Regions from separate parts of the Rattus norvegicus genome. Here region 1 is linked to region 2. A link is a contact called in public Hi-C data. All regions are on one chromosome and are shown on one strand. The core of a region is the stretch at or near the end of the contact, and the rest is flanking DNA. Distances in the headings are between cores, read along the strand shown.

Region 1 (2,926 bases), core at 262-2,761, 630 kb after region 2:
CCTCTTTGATTATATACATACATATATATAATATATGACCTTGAATTTGTGGCTATCCTCCTGTTTCTGCCTCCAGGATACAGAGTACTGGGATTACAAGCATGTACCATGATGCTTAGCTAGAAATTTTTGTTCACTTGTTTTTGGAGACTGGGTCTCTTTACATAGCCCTGGATGTCCTGGAACTCACCATGGAGACGGGGCTTCAATTCAGAGATCCACCCATTTCTGCCTCTCCTGTCCTGGGATTAAAGGTGTATGTCATCACACTTCGCCTTGGGAATTTCTTTTCTTTCTTCCTTTCTTCCTTCCTTTCTTTCTTTTAAATGTATGTGAGTACACTGTCACTGTCTTCACACACACCAGAAGAGGGCATCAGATCCCACTACAGATGGTTTGAGCCACCATGTGGTTGCTGGGAGTTGAACTCAGGACCTCTGGAAGAGCAGTCAGTGCTCTTAACCACTGAGCCATCTCTCCAGCCCCACCTTGGGAATTTTTAACAATTGAGATTTCCCAACATATATAATGGGATGCCTCGCGCTTACATTCAGAAAAAAATAAATTAACAAAAAACCAAATTACTTTTCACGAAGAAAACTGGGTAGCAAAATACCAAGTTAATGAACTTGGTGCAAGTTCAAGGTCAGTAGAGGGACTGTACTTCCTGTGTCTCAGTCCTGGCCCTTCTACTCCTCCAAGCATGTAGCGTGCCGTGCCGTTAGTCTGGCTTTTCTTTCTTCCTCTCAAACCCTCCTGAGGCAGGGGGCCAGAGGAAGGAATCCTGACTCTGCCATCTTCTTTAGACTCCAGGGCTTCCTACTCTCTAAAGAGGTGGGGAGGGTGCTGAATGCGGGGTGAAGGGGAGATCAATGAAGTCAGGTTGTAGCCAGGCACAGGAGGCTGACCCTCAGTTAGCTGCTGCTAAACTGAGCTCCCACCAGTTACCTAGGAAGGCATCCAAAAACAGGGGGGGGAGCGCCCCCAAGGGAAAATGAAGGACTTGGTGTGGGGAGGGAGGAGAGAGTATTAGGGAAGAAGGAGCACTAGAGAGTGTGGGGAAGAAGCCAGAAATCACTGTGTGGGGAGGAGGTTGAGGGATACACCAAAAAAGAGGAAGGTGGCAGTGGCGGTGGTGGTGGTGGCGAGACTGGAGAGGGAAGGAGAAAGCTGGAAAATTGTGATGGAGGGAAAAGAAGGCGCTCGCGATCCTCTGCTTTACCGCCCATTCCTCCCTTGCCGGAACAGCCAGCCAGGGCCTTTGTGGCCTCTCGGACTGGGTTGCAATCTCATGCCAACCCGCTTGATGGTTGTCAGGAGGCCTCTGGGGAGGACGCTGCAGGAGCCTCAAATGCCACCTACTCCCGGCCTCTCTCCCAGTTGATGCTTCTATTTTGGGCACCACATTATTTCCTGCTGTGATTTTTTTTTTCAGGCTTCTAATTCGGGCTCTGAGGTAAGCCGTGACATCCGCTCGTGCCCGCAGGCCCCTCCCGCACACTGCTTGTCCTCCCGGGGCGCGGGCACCCCTCAGGCCCAGCAGCAGCCCAGTCACTGCGGGGAGTCTTGGCAGGGCCTGCCTAAAAATAGGCTTTCGGATTTCCCCTCCCCCTGGTAGGGCAGAAGGAGGCTAGCTAGCATAGATTTCTAGGCAAGGATTTGAGGGGGTGAGGGATCGAAATTGACAGAGACCTGATATAAATTGTGCCTTTGTGCTTAGGGATGGGCGTATGTGAATGCTTCCATGTCTGTTGCTTCGGTGTCTCTAGTCTTTAACTGTTTGGACCAAGGCCCTTTAGAGACGCTGATGAAGGCTACATACCATCCTGGAAACTTGTCTACTCACAGCTAGTCTCCTTGTACTTTTAGGTTTATGTACTTCCCGGAGCTGGAGAGCCCCGTTAAAGTCCTGGACAGGTAAAGTCAGGCTCCCAGAGGCTGAACCACCAACCAAAGAGCATACGTGGGATGGACCTAGGCCTCCTTCCATCATCTGAGTCTCAGGGGTAGGACTCTGATAGTCAGGCTTGGCAGCCTACCTAATTTTTTATTTTAAACTAAAGTTAACCCCTATGATCTGAATACAGGTGTTCCCCTGACAAAACAAAGGAACAATGTCAAAGGCTACAATTCCTCTTCTCCTTCATTTCCTCCTCTTCTCCTTCTCTTCCTCCTCCTCCCTCTCTTTCTTCTTATGGTTTGATTTTTTGAGTGAGGGTTTCTCTGTGTAGCCCTGGCAGTCCAGGGACTCACCCTGTAGACCAGGATGGCTTCAAACTTAGAAATCCTCTTGTCTCTGCCTCCCAAGTACTGGGATTAAAGGCGTGTGCCCTCTGTCCCTACAACCACCAGGCCACACTACTTACTAGGAGGCAGAGACTCTGGGAGATGACGAAGTCTCACAGGAGCCTCTTTCAAGAACAGGATTAGGAAAATGACTTGAGAGAGCTTGTTTTTACTTTGTAAGAAGCTGCTGGTGCCTTGGGATATTGGACTTCCCAGTCTCTAGAACTCTACAGAAAAAAAAAATCTATCGTTTAAAAATTATTCAAACAAGGACTGGAGAGATGGCTCAGCGGTTAAGAGCACCCAACTGCTCTTCCAGAGGTCATGAGTTCAATTCCCAGCAACCACATGGTGGCTCACAACCATCTGTAAAGAGATCCGGTGCCCTCTTCTGGTGTGTCTGAAGACAGCTACAGTGTACTTACATATAATAAATGAATAAATCTTTTAAAAAAATTACTCAAACTAAAGTATTTTTGTATTAGCCATCAAAATGGCCGAAACAGGTAAACTGAGCCCAAATTAAGGAAGTGGTGTAAAATAAGTTACTTCTAGAGCACTGAATGAGAGCCAGGAGCCCATCTCCAGAAGTAGCGTGGCTAATAATGAGAGTCAGCCCTTGAAATAGCTCTGTTCTTGA
Region 2 (2,866 bases), core at 139-2,638:
ACTGCCACTCTCAGGCCCAGACATGCCTAGCTCCTTGCAGGTTCCTCACGGGGCACAGATGCCAAAGACGTGGGCAAACAGGTTTGAGGAACACAAAACCAACCCGAAGCTTTCTCCTCTCTCTTGGACAAGGCACCAGGCTTGAGCCATCTCCCCTAGGCTGCAAGAATTCTTTCTAAATGGTGTCTGTCCCCCTCTTGTCTTTGCTAAAGTCACTTACAAGCCTCTGGATCAAACCTACATACACACAATGTTCAAGCCACACAGACTCTGCCCTCCCCTACCCCTGGAAGCCCATGGTAATCTATTTCTATCATTCCCCAACTCCCACCTCTGCCTTCTGAGATCCATATGGGGGCCTTCTGAGTTCTGTCCTGCCATTTCCTGTTTCCTCTTCCTGAGGCACCTTCATACTCTGCTCACTGTCTGAGGTGGTCCCTCTACCCTGGCTCTGGTCACTAGCACCTTCCCTGTGATTGGCAGCTTCACAGGGTGGACCTCAAGGCCCTGTACCTGTACCAGACCTCACTTGGTTTTAGGGGTATCACAGCTGCTGGTCATCCTGGACCAATTCCCATCAGAGATCCCTGATCCTGCCAGAAGCCAGAGGTTGATGGGGATGGAGGCTTCGAGGAGGAAATGGAGGGCGGAGTGTGCAACAGAGGCATGGAAGGATGCTCGCCCACACCTGCTGGACACTCAGCAGGGAAAAGGTCACCTCAGTTAGCATCAGGACACGGCTAGTGGACAGGAGGACCACTTCAAAGGCTGACACCAAAATGGTCTTGTCTCAGCGACAGTGAGCTTTCCCTTGTCTACTCCCTGCCCTGGCAAGGTCCTAAATTGCCAGAGGAGGGATATCTGGACCATTCACAGGCCAGAATGCTGAGTTTGCTGTTCACGCCACATGACTGAGCCCCAGAAGCACCCTCCCAGCCCATGTAAAGACCAGACCCCTCGTTCCTGCTTCATTGACAGCTCTGGGTGCACCTTATCCTGTCTGAACCCCTGGAAATGGGCTCCCAGAGCAACACCAGATTGCCGACTGCTCCTAAGAGAGACTAATAGTCAATCATTGACCACATTAGCCAATGACTCCTTACTCTTTCCTGCTAAGCACTTACATGTTATCTTGGTGTCTTCACCAGGCTGTTTCCTGAGAGGGTTCTGGAGGTTACAGCGAGATGGTTCTAAGCTTAGATAGAATGACCACATGACTTACCCAGCCTGGAATAGTCCCATCTTGTGTCTGCCATCCCAGAGTCATTACTGACATGCTCGGTGTCCTAATCTGATTCTACATTGGGTGACCCTCTCATGGGCCCTGCTCAGAGAGAACACAGTGTGATGTTCCCTAGAGGAGCAACGGGGCCAAAAGAGTCAGACACCAGAGGGCACCAGTGAGCTGTGTTTGTCTGGCTTGTCTCTGGCAGGGCCCAGGTCCTGCGGGAGGGTAGGTGGAGACCAGCTGAGGAAGTGCCCAGCCAGCTTCCTGACAGAGCTCCAGTTCAGGCCTGCTGCAACCCAACTGGGTCCACCTCTTCCATCTGCCCTGAAGAGAGAACCCAACTAGGCATGAGAGTCCAGGAGGGAAGGGAGACACTAGTCCCAGTCCATCCAGCCTGGCCAGCCTCCTGTCAGACCCACCTTGGGCTCCACAGTAGGCTTAGAACACTCTGACTTAGATGGAATTGGATGCAGCTGTATTTCTGTTATTTCTGTGTGACCTCAGGCGCATTATTAACCCCTCTAAGCGCAGTTGACTCTCTTAACAAGAGTGTCTCCTTCCTTAGGCTGGCGTGAGCTCGTGCTCTAAAGAACAAGAAGCCTGTGGCTCCGTTCCTGGCACCGAGATGAATATTTTTGGCAAAGAAGCAGGCAGCTGTATGACAGAAGTCACCTCAGTGTCAGACAGAGCCTCGTTCAGATGGACAGACACCTATGCATAAGGTAGAGAACAGACAGACACCTGTTTGTCCAATATGGTTCCAGATGGCACAACTATTAATAACACCCTCTTCCCTCTTGTGGTGTCCCAGTTTGAGGATCAACTCCATAGTGCTACCTACAAGGCATCAACTATGTGCCAGGGTTGGTGACAGGCATGGGGGATGAGGAGGGAGATGGTGTCCCAACTGCCAGATCTCACTGCTCCTCGAGGACACAGACCAGGAAATGAATCGGGAAGGTGGGGTTGGCCATACTGCTGGAAGTCCCCACAAGAACCTGCCAAGAGACATCTTAGGATAGATGGACCTGTCTTGGTTTATTCAGAATCGTAGTATTTTAGTATTTTTCCAGCTGTAGAAGCTACATAAAAAGAATCACTATGTAGCTCATGGCAATCCTCCTGCCTTGGGTTCCCAAGCACTGGGGATTTTTTTTTAATTACATGTATTTATTTGTCTCTGTGTATGCTGGACAAACAGGCGTGCGTTCTCTACTTTGTTATAGGGGTGCAGCTACGGGTGCAGGTCAGAAGGGGACAACTTGTAGGAGCTGGTTCTCTCCTCCTACCCTGTGGGTCTCTTGGTCAGATTCAGGTGGTCAAGCTTCATGGTAACTGCCATTTTAGGCTGAGCCATCTGGTCAACCAGCACTGGGATTATTACAGGCATGGGCCATGTCCAACTAGAAGTGGTGCTAATCCATTTTCTGCAACACACACATACACACACACACACACACACACACACACACACACACGTTAAAAGAATTACTTTCTTATAGACATCTTTTTCCCCCTTTGGTCATGGTTTCTGTCCTCTTGGAAAGTGCAGGAACATGGTTGTGGTCCAGGGCCACACTCTGAGAGGAGCTACCTCTTTGCTCCACACTAAGGCCAGAAACACCTCATGACATTGAG

The links. A called contact is a pair of places that touch in the nucleus more often than the background predicts.
Region 1: a Hi-C map of the A7r5 cell line shows a contact between it and region 2, with 3 times the contacts expected there. The contact joins two enhancer-like sites. A contact is called at or near these places in 12 of 12 Hi-C or Micro-C datasets (the A7r5 cell line, the Rat2 cell line, Schwann cells and 7 more) and 1 of 1 datasets of contacts at active chromatin or transcription factors (oligodendrocytes).

Annotation. Positions count from the first base shown.
Region 1 is chr6:30,603,455-30,606,380 of GRCr8, forward strand. No RefSeq gene overlaps it. Among named protein-coding and RNA genes, the nearest start is that of Slc4a1ap, 49 kb to the right of the region's middle. Within about 2 kb of position 1,512, at least 58 of the 93 cell types and tissues checked have an H3K27ac peak or open chromatin away from gene starts, as enhancers often do. A contact at or near this core is called in the A7r5 cell line, where this site is marked.
Region 2 is chr6:29,975,788-29,978,653 of GRCr8, forward strand. It overlaps the pseudogene Pym1-ps2. Among named protein-coding and RNA genes, the nearest start is that of Plb1, 47 kb to the left of the region's middle. Within about 2 kb of position 1,389, at least 8 of the 93 cell types and tissues checked have an H3K27ac peak or open chromatin away from gene starts, as enhancers often do. A contact at or near this core is called in the A7r5 cell line, where this site is marked.